Regions from separate parts of the Mus musculus genome. Here region 2 is linked to region 1. The links are chromatin contacts, called in public HiChIP or PLAC-seq maps. All regions are on one chromosome and are shown on one strand. Each heading gives the region's core, a stretch centred on a gene start, on an enhancer-like site or on the middle of the called end of the contact. The rest is flanking DNA. Distances are from core to core; before and after follow the strand shown. Region 1 overlaps Hnf1b (HNF1 homeobox B). Region 2 overlaps Mrm1 (mitochondrial rRNA methyltransferase 1).

What was found. HiChIP or PLAC-seq counts read pairs in DNA pulled down with a chosen protein or histone mark.
Region 2: a FOXA1 HiChIP or PLAC-seq map of pancreatic cancer cells shows a contact between it and region 1. The contact joins two enhancer-like sites. A contact is called at or near these places in 2 of 39 promoter capture datasets (cranial neural crest and hippocampal neurons) and 1 of 115 datasets of contacts at active chromatin or transcription factors (pancreatic cancer cells).

Annotation. Positions count from the first base shown.
Region 1 is chr11:83,880,954-83,885,584 of GRCm38.p6, forward strand. Hnf1b (HNF1 homeobox B) reads left to right here. Exons shown (of 9, transcript NM_009330.3): 5 at 1,700-1,860. Gm51869 (a long non-coding RNA gene) reads right to left here. Exons shown (of 3, transcript XR_003949580.1): 2 at 2,955-3,155; 3 at 1,801-1,884. Among named protein-coding and RNA genes, the nearest start is that of Gm51869, 9.2 kb to the right of the region's middle. Within about 2 kb of position 1,823, at least 51 of the 459 cell types and tissues checked have an H3K27ac peak or open chromatin away from gene starts, as enhancers often do. A contact at or near this core is called in pancreatic cancer cells, where this site is marked.
Region 2 is chr11:84,811,193-84,815,823 of GRCm38.p6, forward strand. Mrm1 (mitochondrial rRNA methyltransferase 1) reads right to left here. Exons shown (of 5, transcript NM_145433.1): 3 at 3,716-3,848; 4 at 3,497-3,616; 5 at 1,869-3,319. The coding sequence ends at 3,240. Among named protein-coding and RNA genes, the nearest start is that of Mrm1, 6.0 kb to the right of the region's middle. Within about 2 kb of position 2,734, at least 58 of the 459 cell types and tissues checked have an H3K27ac peak or open chromatin away from gene starts, as enhancers often do. A contact at or near this core is called in pancreatic cancer cells, where this site is marked.

The DNA.
Region 1 (4,631 bases), core at 573-3,072:
TCTGAATTTGTGAAATATATGAAGACTTGGGCTCTCTTTTCTCTAATAAGAGCATCTCTTCCCGGTGTGTGGCCTTGGACAATCTCATAATATCTGTCCATCCCTACTCCTAGAAGATCACTCCAGTGCCTGTTACTTCTATGAGAGAAGCATCAGTGGGCAAGGATGCAAGTGGACCTAGAGCTGACAAGCCTTATGCCTAGTTCCCTCCACACTGCACTGATAAATCCCCTTGCCATAGCATGACATCCTTCAGCTTCTACATAAGGAAACTGGAACTCACCCAGTACTAGAATGCAAAACTGTGATCAAAACAGGGATCCTCCAGCTCCCAGCCAGAAATCATAAAGGAGAAGTTTCTGAGACCCATCTGTGCTTGGTACAAATGCTAGGACACAACAAATGGGTTCTGCCGCCTAGCTTCTTAGGAGAGACTCTGGACTCTTACCATACCACCTTGGGAAGGCTTTTGTTTCCCATGGGTATCCTTAGTTAATTATTTTAAAATAAATAATTGTGTAGCCTGTGGTAGGGGAGAAGCCTCCCTGTGACCTATATTTGATCATCAGAGGGCTGGTTCTTTTCCTTCAGCCAAATTAAATAGGCTAAGTCCAGAGACTGTTTGACTTGAGACCGAATCGATGGTGAGGACAGGCTGGGAGGTGAGCACACACCTGACTCCCAGTGTTATCACTGCTCTCTCGGGAGCAGGGTATCTTGGGAAGGTAAATAGCTGGTCGGGGAGTCAAAACATGCAGGTGAAATCAGAGTGAAGTCCAGATACTTCCAAAGGAAAGAGCAGCAGGGCGGCAGCCAGGCCTGGGCTTCTTCCTGGGCAATGCAGCACTCAGTCTGCCAGAGCAGGAGCTTCTAGAAATTGCTCTCTCCCAGAACATTCCATCCGTGTTAAGAGTCTGACTTTGGGAGTCCTAGAATTTGAGAATCTTCATATCCATGTGTTGAGGTCTACCCTACTACCAGCTCACCCTGCCGAGCATCTTCACTCACAGTCCTGGGGTATTTGGCATAATGCTGGGAGCTGGAGAGAGGTTGCCTCCAATCCTTGAAGCCCCAGAGAGGCAGTACTCTCTCTGTTTCATGGGAGAAGGCAGAGGTGCAGAGTCAAGGAAGGACTTGGACCCTGTTCATTTATAAATCCCAAAGTCTGTCCATTGCCCCTTCTTGCTAGAAAATTCTTCCTTATCCTGATTGGAAATCTGCCTCACCCTTGTGGGTTGGTCTGCCTCTGCCTTCAGAGAGACCCATGCCTTCAGAAGGTTCAACTCTTTCTCCTGCTTCCCATCCATCCTTTCCGTCCCTCCGTCCTTCAATAGAAGTTGGCTGAATGACTATCAAGTGCCAAAACCCTGGCAATACAACAAAGAACAAACCAAAATAGACCAAAGTCTCTTACACGGGGCCGGAGAGGTGACTTAGCTAGTACAGGTTAAGGCTCCCAACCAAAAAGGCAAAACAGATTTGTATATGATATTTATATATAATCTTATATTCTACAATTAAAGTAGAGACCACGCCACCCTCACCCCAGGGAAGATGGCTGATCGTTCTTTCAAGTGGACATGGAGGAGAAAACAATGTTGTTTTCTTGTCACCCACCATTGAAAACAGGAGGCACTGAGTCAGTGTCGAGGAGCCCTGGTGACACTAATTTTCCTATTGGGTTCATGTTGTTTTTCAGGAGTGCGCTACAACCAGCCGGGAAACAATGAGGTCACTTCCTCTTCGACAATCAGTCACCATGGTAACAGTGCCATGGTGACCAGCCAGTCGGTTTTACAGCAAGTCTCCCCAGCCAGCCTGGACCCAGGCCACAGTCTCCTCTCACCTGACAGTAAAATGGTGAGTACTCCTGGGCCACTGGAGCTGATAAGATAAGAGGCAAGACAAACACAACTTCTCACAAGGCCTGCCTTAAACAATGAACCATTGTAGCCCCACCGGGGAAAATGGGGGCTGTCCAGAGCAGGAACCAAAAGGTAGGCTGGTGACCCAGCCTTTGGCGGGTAGAAGAGGTGTTCAGTTTGAACCCAGCCAATAAATCTGACAGAGCCCTGCTCCCATTTTATTGATTGAATGCCTCATAAAGGAGCAAGCCGGGTGGGACGCTGTTTGTTTTGGGGCTGCCAATGACATTTGTGTTGATAAAATGTTCATTCATCCTTCCCGTTCCAAGGCCTCCAAAACCAGACCTTTTTTTTTTTTTAACCCAGAAAGCACCTCACTCTGAAACAATCCCCCGACTCCTTTCCTGACTCCCTTGGTCCTGATGAGGACAGCGTCAGGATGTAGAGGATGGCAGGAGATGGGACTTCTGAACTGGGAGGGAGGACCTAAGGGCAGGTGCGCTGGGTGGGGTGGTGGCTGGAGTAAGAAACAGTGACTTCAAAGGCTCAGTTACCAACTCTCAAATCTCAGCTCTGGCACCTCAGAGTGGTACAGCCTCGGGCAAATTATTATTTGATTCTCTTTCCTCATCTATAAAATGGGAGTAGCCTCAATAGGGTTGTTGGGGAAGTGTGATAGCATATACGAAGCACCCAGTACAGTGACTATTTCATGAATGGCTGTGGTGTCCCTTCAGTGTCAATGACAATTTTTGCTGAAGTTTTCTGTGCCTCTAACCACAGCCCCACAACCAGATGAACCCTTATCCTACTCAGTAAGGCTCATCTGAGTGTTCAAAGTTCTGAGTCTCTCTCTCTCTCTCTCTCTCTCTCTCACAAACACACACAGAGAGAGAGCTAACTTTTATCAAATTTGTCCTTTGACAGTTTCACACATGTATATAGGACATTGTGATTCCTGTCACCCCGAGTCTCTCTGAACCCCTCTTTAGCCCCTCCCACCTCCATCCTAGACTCCAATTCATGGCTTTGGCAACACAAGGGCATGGGAGAGGGCTTTTGAGACAACAAGAAGATTACGACACCAACCGTGAGGGTAGGAAATGGAAAACTTTCTTCTCTGGGTCATGCTCTGTTTCATGGGAGGGAGGAGCTGAGGGTTCCTGACTTCCACGCCGAAGGCGGAACTGCACACATTCCCGGAAGGTGTCTGACCCCCACCTGTGACCGTGGCTGGTGGGGGCTGGATGGTGGAGGGAGGATTTGCCATTTTAGACCTTGACGTGTGAGCTGTGTAGGCAACACAGGAGAGGTGAGTCACAGGTGACCAAGTCTCCAGTTCCTTGGAAGAAAAACAACGTGTAGGTCTTGAGGGGAACCCTGGTCTGGACAACTCCAGTTTCAGGAGACCTGAGCTGGCCTCCTTCATGGGAGTCTTTGTAAACAAACCAGATGGGGCAACCAAGTAGGAAACATTTCTCAGTCCTCTGTGGTCTCCCCAACCCCCTGAGAGCCCCTTCTTCCCTGACAGCAATATGTGCGCGCTGCCTTTATAGTTTCTTTTGGTTTTTTTTCTATTGTGTTTTTTAACTATTATTTTTATTTTATGTGAATGCATATTCTGCCTACATATGTGTCTGTACACTGTGTGGGTTGGACCCCCTGGGCCTAGAGTTACAAAGCGTTGTGAACTGTCAGGCAGGTGTTGGGAATTTAACCCAGGTCCTCTAGAAAAGCAACCAATGCTCCTTAACCTCGGAGCCATCTCTCTAGCTCTGTGACCCCGGAGCCATCTCTCTAGCTCTGTGACCCCGGAGCCATCTCTCTAGCACCTCAGTCTTAATGATTTCTTGACAGTCAAAACACAAACAAGTTAGAGTTGAAGCATTATTCGGGCTACCCTGGGAAAGAGGCCTTTTCTTCTCAGTGGGTTAAAAACTCCTTGATGGGTCCAGGGAGGTGGTTCAGTGGTTAGAACAACTGGTTATTCTTTCAGAGGACCAGAGTTCAATTCTCAGCACTCACATGCTGGCTCACAATTGTATGGAACCCCAGTTCTATGGGATGTAATGCCATCTCCATGGGCACACATGTGATGCACAGACATATATCCAGGCAAAACATTAATACACATAGAATAAAATAAGAATAATAAACTCCCAGGCTCTGGGTTAGGGATGTGGCTCAGTGGTAGAGGTCCTTTGCCTGGAAGAATAAGACTCCAAGCACCAAAATAAAATAAAAATAAAAATAAAAATAAAAATAAAAATAAGATGTAATTCCAAGTCTTAGCTCTTACTTTCTTAAAGGTCCCTGGAGTCTCTCTTTATGCTCTTTTGATCTTCCTTCTAAGTTATGAGCTACATCGTCCATGGCCAGGCTGTCCCATACACAGCCTGCAGACACACTCTTATGCTTTTCTCAGCATTACCCTTGCTAGGCCATGTGCTAGATTGATGATTGACCAAGACAGCACACCTCGGTGTTAGCAAACATCTGGAAGTTTGTTTGCAGGGCCCGGCTTTTCGCTCATCTCCAACACCTTGTTTGTATGTTATGTCACTAGTGCCCGGTGCCCAAAGTCAAGAGTCTGTTCCCTGTTAATGTATAACAAGTGCATCCCAGGTCCACCAATGCGAGAGTGGAATATGGTTAAAAAAGGACATGGTGGGACTGGGGAGACGGCCTTGCTGTATGAGCGTCAGGACTGAGTGTGGATCCCTAGAAGACACATAAACTGGACACAGTGGGGTGGAAGGGAGATGA
Region 2 (4,631 bases), core at 1,484-3,983, 930 kb after region 1:
CAATTCCCAGCAATTACATAGTGGATCACAACCATCTGTAATGGGATCCAATGCCCTCTTCTGGTATGTTTGAATACAGGGACAATATACTTACATAGAGACAAATAAATACATCTTTTTTTTTTTTAATTAAAACTGTGTTTATTTGTTTGTTTGAAACAGGTGTAGCCCTGGCTGTCCTGGAACTTGATTTGGCCTTGAAAGAGATCTGCCCACCTCTGCCTCTGGAGTGCAGGGATTAAAGGCAGGTATATCATGCCTGGCAAAATTAAAATATTTACAAAAGAAAGGAAAAGGAGGGGCTTAAGAGCTGCTTCCATGTACTGTATGGTTTGCAGAGCACCTGAGTTGGTTCCTACCACCCATGGCCAGCATCTTACAACCACCTGTCGCTGGCTCACCCTCTTCTGGACTCTGAAGGCATAGACTCGCAGAGCCACACAGACACACACATAATAAAAAGTAATCTTGAAAGAAAACAAACAAGAAGAAATATGCATCGGGTCTGGTGGCTTAGGCTGATAATCCTAGGTCTTCAGGAACCTGAGGCAGGGGGATTGCATGTCCAAAGCCTGCTTGGGATAGAGGATAAATTCAAGACCAGCCAGGGACCCTGTTTCCAAAAAAATAAAGAGGGTTGACAATATAGGTGAGTGGTCAAGTTTACCTAGTAAGAGTGTGACCCTGGGTTCAATCTCCAGGACCTCCAAAAGAGAAAAAGTGGGGCAGGTCGGGTGACTCAGTGGGTAAAAGCACTTGTCCTGAGGCCTGGCGACCTGAGTTCAATCCCCTGAACCCACATGGTAAAAGAAAAGAACTGACTCCAGCAAGTTGTCCTTTGACCTCCACCTGTGTGTCGCATGCACACGTTCATGAACATGCACTCACACGCGCACACACACTCTAGAGTGAGAGAAAGAAGAAAGAAAGGCAAGAATGTTACCAGGCTCCTTCCCTGGAGACATCTATTTATTTTTAAAGGTTTACTTATTTGTGTATATGGTGTTTTGCCTGCATGTACATTTGCACACCAGAAGAGGGCATCTGATCCCATTACAAGATGGTTGTGAGGCACCACGTGGGTGCTGGGAATGAACTCAGGACCTCAGGAAGAGCAGCCACTGCTCTAACCACTGAGCCATCTCTCCAGTCCCAGGACACTATTTAATTGATCTAGTGACCCTGGGCTTTAAGAGCTCTTCCCTACCCCATGGCTCCAAGGCCAGGCAATGTTAAAAACCTCTATATGAGTTAATAAAAATAAGAAAACAATACAAAAGGAAAAAAATCCCTGCCCTAGGCTCTTGAGTGAGGGAGCACATTGTTGGACTCGAGCTTGGTGGACCTTGGCGCATCTGTGGCAGTTGGGGACACACGGAGAAGGGCGCTGACAAAAGGGTTCACTGTCTTTCTTGGGTGGAAAGCTTTAAGGCAATTGTGGGCCCTGTGACGGTTCATCTTTATTGTTTGCCTGGGTTTGGAATCACCTGGGAGACACACCTGGGGGCATGGCTGTGAGGGTGTTCCAGGGAGGACTCAGGGATGACTCTCCCTGAGTGTGGGGAGCATTGTGCCATGGCTGGAGTCCTGGGCTAAATGAAAAGGGAAAAGGGAGCATCAGCACCCTTCACCCCACTTCCTGCCGTGATGGGGTGCACTGCCTCACACCCATCCTGCTGCTGTGTCTTCCCTGGTATGATGAATTGACAGTATTTCCTCAAACTCAAACCCTTCCCTTAGATGTTTCTGTCAGGCATTTCCCAAACAGCAACAAGACACGTTACTACTATAGGTCCTCTGTAAACAGATTCAAATTTTGTAGTAAGTGTACATAGCTGTTAGGAACCTACAAATCAACTCCAGGGAGATTACAGAGGAAAGGAGTGTTTATTTATTGAGCACCTACTACATACATCTTCCGAGGATATAAAGGAGGCATGGAGGCAACTCACCCCAACTCTTACAACATCCAGGATTCCAATTCAAGGGTTGCTGTCCTCCCATCCCACCCTCAGGGCTGTCGGTCAGATACCCGTCCATGTGTGGAGACAGTTTTGGTTTCATAATGAGAGATAGGGTGCAGACTTCTTGCCATCTGGTGGATACCTCTCACGATGCTCAGGACGGTTCCTACAACAGAGAATTATCCAGCCTAGGGCTCAGATGTAGCTCTGTTGGCAGAGTGAATGCCAGCTTGCACAAAGCTCTGGGATCTATCCTCAGCAACATATAAATTGGGCATAGTGGGGTAAGAGGATCAAAAGTTCAAGGTTATCCTCGGCTAAATAGCAAGTTTCAGGAGACCATAGATACACAGAACTGCCTCAAAAACAAAAAGAAATGGTACTGCCCAGGGTGTTCCTGCCCTTCCCAGCAGCACACAGTAGCTGCTGTGTTGGCCTTGTTCCTTTAAAGCTTATTAGGTGTTCCAGCATGCAGCCCAGAGTGAAACCACTACTTGGCAATATCACTTCTGCTCCACTTGTGGGACTCTAGAGGACGGGGCAAGCCTAGTCGGATTCCACAAAAGTAATCCTGATTTCACAGCCTCTCAGACTCAAAGAGGCAACAAGGGCCTGGGATCACAGGTTCCCTCCACGGGGCTGGACTGGCCAGTGTCTAGAAGCTGTTGGCTATTTTCCCTATCTCTAAGCCTTCCACTCCCACCTCCACAGAGGGCTCTCCTTGCAAGGGGCCTGCAAAACCATGGTGCAAAGAGCAAGACTGCCACCTAATGGAGAGACTGGGCATGACAGCTCAGCGGCTCAGGGCTCGCTGATGAGATCTGGTGTCCTATCCCCATCATCCCAAGAGACAGGAATATGCATCTGTTCAGTCAGCTTCCCTCTACAAACTCACCCTCACATCCCACACACCCTGCGCTGGACTGCCTTGCTCCTCCGCATGCCAAGAACAGCCCCCTGACTTCCACTGGGATCCAGGACAGATACTGTCTGTCCTAACCCGTCCTGGAAACTAGCGAACTACCATTTCCAACTGGATACGAAACTTCTTTTGGTCTCTAAAGTTCTCCTGACTGTAGCCAGTAAACAGGCTCTTACAAGTAGAGGGCCCATTACATCCAAGCCTGAGGACGGATGTGTGACTCATTGCGGTTCCTACACACGCACATCTCAGACAGTCAATGTCAGCCCACATTTGGCCGGTTTTTCTGACCACAGTGGTAGTAGTCCTGGGTACTGGGCCTCTCTGAGTCCTTCAGACGTAGCTAAGGGTTCTCAGGAGTCTTGGAGAAGTTGTCCTCTCTCCTGTACAGGGAAACCCTTCTTCTGACTGCAAATGGAGTGTAGAAGAATACCTAAAGGCAAGAAGAGGATAGGGTTACAACACAGGCAGGGCACGCTTGCTTTACACACACAAGGGAAGCACAGAGCGGGAAGCTTGTTCAGGTTAAATCAATCAGAAAACGGGAGGGGAGGGGAGGGGAGGGGAGGGAAGGGGAGGGGAGGGAAGGGGAGGGGAGGGGTAGACTCACCTGTGGCCACAGATACATTCAAGGACTCAAGACCAGGAGGCAGGTGGCGTCTGGGCAGAATAGTAAGGAGCAGCTGGCAGGAGGCAAAAACCTCCTGGGACAGACCAGAGCCCTCACTGCCTGCAGAACACGAGACAGTATTAGCCAGATGTCCACATGCAAATGATGTCCACATGCAGATGACATCAGCAAATATAAAAGCAGGTATACCCTACCTACCCAGCACCAGGAGGGTAGGCCGGTCCCAGACGAACTCTAAGCAGCTAGTGATGGGGACCTTGGAGGACTGGGAGATCTCAGGACCTGGGCAGCCCACTGTGCCCACCACGAGCCACCCCTGCTGGGCCTTGGCCTAGAAGAGGAAAGAAAATGCCATGTGCTGGTGCACCGAATCTTCATCAGAGCTACACGGTCAAGGACAGGTCCAGCCTTGCACACGCACATTCACTGAGAAATGTCTTCAACTTAGGAAGTCAGCCAGGACCTCTACCTGGTCTGGATTTGCTCTGGGCACTAAGGTCAAGAACATACAGACTAAAATCCCAGCTGTGGGACACAGTGATGGTAGAAGTCCCCTTTGAAGCGATGGCAAAAAGACGGGTCTGAAGATAACTAACGAGTAAGTTCTCATAGACAGTGGGAGAAGGTTACAGACTTCCAGGAAGATCTGCAAGTATGGAGGCACGAAGACCCCACCCACCTGTCATACCTAAAGACTATTAAGTTGGCCAGTGGCAGGACAATGATCACATAGGGTTAGGTCTCAAGGGTCACTGGAAACATAGGGCTTTTATACTAATAAAAAAAGCTTTGAACAGTTGTCTTAGTTTTTAAGATATGAGCTCATGAGCTGGAGAGATGGCTCAGTGGTTTAGAGCACTAACTGCTCTTTCAGAGGTCCTGAATTCAATTTCAAGCAACCACACCATGGCTCACAACCATCTGTAATGGGATCTGATGCTCGCTTCTGGGGTGTCTGAAGAGAGTGACAGTGTACTCATATACATCATATATATATATATCTCCCAGGCTGGCCTGAACCCATGGTGATCTTCCTGTCTTAAGTTTCTCAATCAAGTACTGGGATTACAAGTATGAACCACAGACCTAGTGCTTTGAAAGGTTATGAGCCAAG